Regions from separate parts of the Drosophila melanogaster genome. Here region 2 is linked to region 1. Evidence: chromatin contacts called from public Hi-C data. All regions are on one chromosome and are shown on one strand. The core of a region is the stretch at or near the end of the contact, and the rest is flanking DNA. Distances in the headings are between cores, read along the strand shown.

The links. Hi-C and Micro-C count contacts between places; a contact is called where the count stands out from the background.
Region 2: a Hi-C map of the Kc167 cell line shows a contact between it and region 1, with 2.3 times the contacts expected there. The contact joins the promoter of CG7518 here to the promoter of CG6923 in region 1. A contact is called at or near these places in 14 of 107 Hi-C or Micro-C datasets (the D17-c3 cell line, the Kc167 cell line, the S2 cell line and 5 more) and 1 of 6 datasets of contacts at active chromatin or transcription factors (the Kc167 cell line).

The regions. Positions count from the first base shown.
Region 1 is chr3R:11,748,694-11,751,444 of dm6, forward strand. It overlaps CG6923, which reads right to left and starts at 1,336. Exons shown (of 5, transcript NM_001260127.1): 1 at 1,005-1,336; 2 at 97-266; 3 at 1-41. The coding sequence starts at 196. CG43062 reads left to right here and starts at 1,640. Exons shown (of 1, transcript NM_001260128.2): 1 at 1,640-2,223. The coding sequence starts at 1,682. The coding sequence ends at 2,206. It overlaps Lk6 (Lk6 kinase), which reads right to left. Exons shown (of 6, transcript NM_143729.3): 6 at 2,238-2,751.
Region 2 is chr3R:12,996,727-12,999,477 of dm6, forward strand. CG7518 reads left to right here and starts at 1,363. Exons shown (of 15, transcript NM_169489.4): 1 at 1,363-2,374; 2 at 2,715-2,751. The coding sequence starts at 1,859. CG7488 reads left to right here. Exons shown (of 2, transcript NM_141991.3): 2 at 1-199. The coding sequence ends at 143. It overlaps CG44194, which reads right to left and starts at 1,000. Exons shown (of 1, transcript NM_001300379.1): 1 at 150-1,000. The coding sequence starts at 796. The coding sequence ends at 599. It overlaps CG17327, which reads right to left and starts at 1,000. Exons shown (of 1, transcript NM_001275590.1): 1 at 150-1,000. The coding sequence starts at 615. The coding sequence ends at 196.

The sequences.
Region 1 (2,751 bases), core at 86-2,585:
CGAATCCCTCTGCTGATTATAGTACATCGCATACTGGGAATCTGCAAAAGCACAAGAGGATTAGCACTATCTGGTTCCAGATGATGGCCAGCTTACGGTTTTCCTGTCCACCCGAACTGGTGGCCACACTGCCGTACGCCAAGGTGACCCTCGGCTGGTGGTGCAGCTCCTCCTGGTCGTTCTCCAAGCTATCCATTTCAGTCGTCTAGTGGGCAACGTTACCAGAACGGCAAAGGTGCGTTGCAGCGCATGCAGGCCAAAATGCGCTAAAATTGTGTATATGTACGAAAAAATGTTTAATTTACGGGTATGAGGAGGTACAACTGTCTAACAGAGACCAGTTTGCTTTTTTTGTCCGGAAACAGAAACAAAAACAAGCAGTGGGTTAAGTATTTGGGTTCCAAAGCTATTGCCAGCTATGTACTCTAGGTACTCCAAATGGAAATTCGGGGCTATTATTTGCACAGTTCTCGAGCGAGTAAAAACGATTTAAAGCTCAAAATAAAGTTTGAAGACGGAAATTTTTTCTTTGCTTGTCAAATACACACTCTTTTGTCAGCACCACTTTTCCGTCAAGTTTTTCATCGCCGTTAGCAGGAAATTCCAAAGCTACGTGGGGAAAACACAAGCGCCGCAGTGAAAAGTGAAAACTTTTTATCGGATTCCATGCACTGGGATGATGGGGGTTTCCACGGAAGCTCTAAATAACTTATGACAACTTATTACTAATTAAGTTCAGCAGTTCTTTATTTTAGCCAACGCAATAGGGATGAGCGTTGTATCGATATGTCAGCATATCGATATGTCTAAGCTGATATTAAGCTGATGCGTTTATTTTGTATTAACTTAAATTAAAATTTACGAATAACATTCAGCTTTAAGTATATTGAATGTTTCGATACTATTGACTTCAATTTGGGGAAAACGCCAAATCAGCTGTTCGGCTGTGGGCAAACTATGAACAGCTGTTCAATGATAACAAATGTCCCCAAAATAATTCTTACCTCTATTATATGTGTAACACAGAAATATTGCGATTTTGGTAATTTTCTTAATTCCTAAAGCCGGGATTACGCGAATAACCGGGTGGGGATTTCCGATTGGGCAAAACAAAGAGAGTGGGTGGTGGGGGTTGGCAGGCCAACAGCTGCTATTGGGGAACACAAGGGAGTTTAAATGCAATTCTTTTCGCGGGGGCGGGGGACTATTCTCATTCGCAGCTGCTGTCCGGAACAAATTTACATTATGCACATGCAAATTTGCGATATATATGTTCTCACGATTTAATCATTTTGTATGTGTTACTGGATTTTATAGCAGTAACAACACCGAACTGAAATATTTAGACAACTTTTTCTTCGACGGTGCAAAAACTTGCAGTTCGGCGATGATGGCGATACTATCGCATAGAAGCTAGCTAGCTCTTTCGTAGACTAAAGTTGCGCAGTATGGCCACACTGATAATTCAAATATTTTGGCACTAAATATACCGTTAGAAACTATACTACCACTACTTACCACTGTTTAGGGAAGCTTAATATATACATACAAAGAAACTCTTAGTTGGAAAGTTGCGAATCATAATTATCTGGTTTTTAATGTTAATCTTAATTAAACTGTATTACATTTTCTAGTTTTGCTATCACAAACATAGTTTCCTTCATTTTCTTTTCATGTAAACATGGGAATAAGCCCACAATGCTGGCCAATCAAGAATAAGACATTCGTGTTTTTGTGCCGGGGCATACACGAAAGAAGGTCAAAGAAAAAGACACTTTCAACGTATTATACTCTTCCCCATTACCACAATCAGGACGAAAACCACAAGTACGCCTTTTTCCATGTGGAAAACGATTCTCGAGTTTTCTTCATTACAATTGGGAGAAGCCGGCTAAACAATCTCGATTGGTTTCTAGTGGATAAATGGGGCAAATTCATTCGAAATGGGACATCAGTCTACGATTACCACACGGGCTTCGAGTGCGTGTACAAAAGGATCCATTTCTTGGAGAGACTGCTTAAAGAATGCTTGGCTAAGCAAAATTCCACGCAAAGGAACAGCACGAATCCCGAGTTGATGGTTCTACACTTCCCGGAAACGAAGGCACCAACCTACCACATGGTATCCATTGGAGACAATACGCGGTGCTTGAACTGGGTTATCTGCCTGCTGGGACTGGTTATACTTCTCTGCTGCCTGAAATAAATCCATATGCACAGCACAAGCCTTAACATATCATGTATTTAGTGTTTTTATTGAGTTTTTATATGTATAAAACAATATCTACTCTTTCTTTTATTGCTGGCTTCGTATTCTTTTCTCTTGGCTTTCGTTTCCAATTCTGTTTAGCCATAATTTTAAAACCAATTCGCTTCATACAAATATTCCTTGATTAAATCGGTCAGCTAATCAATTATCTGCAGGATTTCCCCATATTCTCGTTGGTGTTCATTTCTCGAAAGCTGCGCTGACCAGTGTAACGACTTAAGTTTAACCATTGGCTTAACGGACATTTTCTAAACCAAGGTGCTGTTTGTTTGAGTGTAGTTTTATCGGATTTTAAGCAGCGCTGCTTGTAAATTCAACTCATAGTTATTATTTGTTTTTTTTTTGTTTCGTTGCGAAACACTCCTCACAGTTTTACAAACAAACGAAAGCGATAGTTTCCACTTCAATACTTCAGTTTCAGTGCAACTTTGATTGCTTCTGTAGGAATTCATTGCATGAATAGTATAAATTATTTGGACGCT
Region 2 (2,751 bases), core at 113-2,612, 1.2 Mb after region 1:
TCGAGCGCCTAATCTGTGGCGAGGGTAATGGCAAGCTGCGGCAGATCACGGAGCGAGTTACATCAGACCTGGTGGAGATGTTCGGCCAAGCAGTGTCCCTTACTATATCTACAGTTTCCAAGGGCAAGAAGACCGCCGCTTGAGCACTTGTTGATTACTTGTACTTTATTTGTAACGTTGCATAAACCTAAGAGTTCACAAAAGCTTCAAATGCGCCACCAATTTGTCTAGATCTTCGGCAGGGGCTGGACCCAGTCCGAGGACCGTTGCTGTCCCAGATTCCAGCTGAGTGCGCCCGGCATCCCTCACCAAGGCGGCCACCACGTTCGACTCTTGGGCCTGTCGCTCCAGGGAGTTTAGCTGCTCGAAGTTGTCCACGCGCAGCACTATCTTCGGCTGTCCCAGGCGACACCAACGCTGCAGAATGGCGTTCTGCAGCTTGGTTCCCTGCACAGAGCTCTGGTAGCACATGACCGCCGCATGGGCGCACTGGGCCGCTGTCTTTCCCTTGGACATCTTTAGGTCGGTTCGGACCACCAGCGCCAGTTTGGTGGACTTGCCGAAGGCCAAACCGTTGCTGAGGAACTTCTGCAGGATGCTACTTGACGTGGGCATACTTCTGGCTCTGCTGCTCCACGTACTTCTGCATGCACGCCCGGAACTCTTTCACCTTCTCCTGGCAAGCCCTCCAGTCGCCCGTCTCGGCGATACACTCCTGCACCTTGTAGTGAAGCTCTATGCAGCCGGTCTTCTTCAGCATTAGTTCCACGGGATCCTGGTCCGTCGATGCGGACATTTTCTTCTCCACTTCGCCGGCTGAATTCGTTCGTTTCGAAATTACGAAATTCGGTCAGGGTTGTCAACACATCGAAGGGACACGGATATATTCTGTACGACATTTGGCCCACTATCGAATTGAAAGAATTTACTGTAAAATATATTTTCTTGCATTATAAATGTGTTTATTCCATAGACAGAATAGGAAATTTTTAGATCTTTGGGACCTTTTTCTGTATAAATACATGATGATTTGTTTTACCTACAATATATGTTGAAAAAAGTATATGAAACATACATTCCTATGGTTTTACAATTTTTGTATGGCTTAAAATGCTTTTTTAACATTTCCCAAATCAAATTTTTAAGAACGCATTAGTATAGTTTTCTAAGAATGGACCACACAGAAGTAAAGTAAAGCTCATATAAATAAAAGTTTGTGTTTGTTCTTTGGGATAGATGTAGAAAACTTTTCGGCCAAACAAGTGTGCACGGGGTATGACCATTTATTCGTGACTCTTGCGCGGCGTTGCGGTAATTTGAGCGAAGGCCGCCACGGGCACACCGATGCGAATGCAATCAACGAGAAACGAGCGAATTGCAACGAGCAGGCGAAAAATCACAAAAAGCGGAAAATCACAACAATCGTGGGTGCAAACGAAACGGAAACTGCGAGGCAACGGAAAGTCGGGTCCCGGAAAATCCAAACGGATGGCCCTGCAGTGAAACGCTGATGAAAGCAGAGGCGCACTTGGCGCGATTCGAGGGGCAAAGCGCGTTGCGTTGTGCTGCTCTGCGTTCTTTTCCAAAACCGATTTCGATTCCAAAAACCAAACCAATCCAATACCCACACTTATACACTTGCACACCGACACACCAGCGCACACACACAGACACGCGCGCGCATACAGTGAGCGAGTGAAAGTGCATCTACATCTGTGATTTCGTATATAATAATGCGTCGCGCATACGCGGATTTGGCCAGCAGAAGCACCAAAGACTAACAAGTGATCCGGAGCCGGGGACTGACTGAGTTGGCTGGGCTCATTGACCCATCCACCGCGTGAAAGCCCCGCCAGAAATGGCCGATCAGGTGGCGCACACCAAAGAAACGGATGCAGATGAGCCGCTGGTCAATGGCGAACTGCCAATGGAGGAGGCGCCGCCTTCCTGCTGCCATGTGATGTCTCTGTCCTCCATGGACGTAGATGTAGATGCGGATGCGGAGGGCGATGTGGATGCCACAGCGTCCTCCTCCTGCGTCGCCACCGCTTCCCAGCTGAATCCGTCGCCACCGCCTGCTGGTGTCCAACAGGCGAAGCCGGCGCGGAGCAGCTCACCGCCATGCCAGCTCCTGGAGCGGCTCAGCTTTCCCGACGGCAACATCATCAACACGCTGCACACGATCCTCGCCCTGCCTCCTTTTGATCCTTATGCCCCCGCCCCCAAAGCGGAGACGGTCTACAAGGAGGTCGTATCGCTGATGCAGTGGAGCCAGCGGGAAGACAACGCCATCGAACTGGAGCTCAGCGACAAGCTGCTGCACGAGTGCGAGCACAAGGGCGGCGATCCCAACGATGAGACGCGATCGTATTTGGTGGGTTCCCAGAAGCTGCCCGAAAGCTGTGGAGATCGATTTCATTTCATGTATTTTTTTTATTTAAATGTACTATTAAAGATGTGTGTGGGATTTTTTTATATTATACCTACATTTAGATTGGATTTAATGAGTTATCAAATCAAATGGGATAGAAATTATCTTATTAGATCGACTTTAGATGTTTCGAAATACTTAAACATGATTTTTTTTGGTTTAAAGAACACTTATTTGAAATTATGCTTTAGAATATTGATAGGTGCAATCATACCAAATACATTATATTTGAGAATATAAAGCTTTCTCAGTAAATACTCACTATCGTTCACCTTCTTTTCAGATGGCCATTGAGAACATGCGCCTGTTCTCTGAGGATC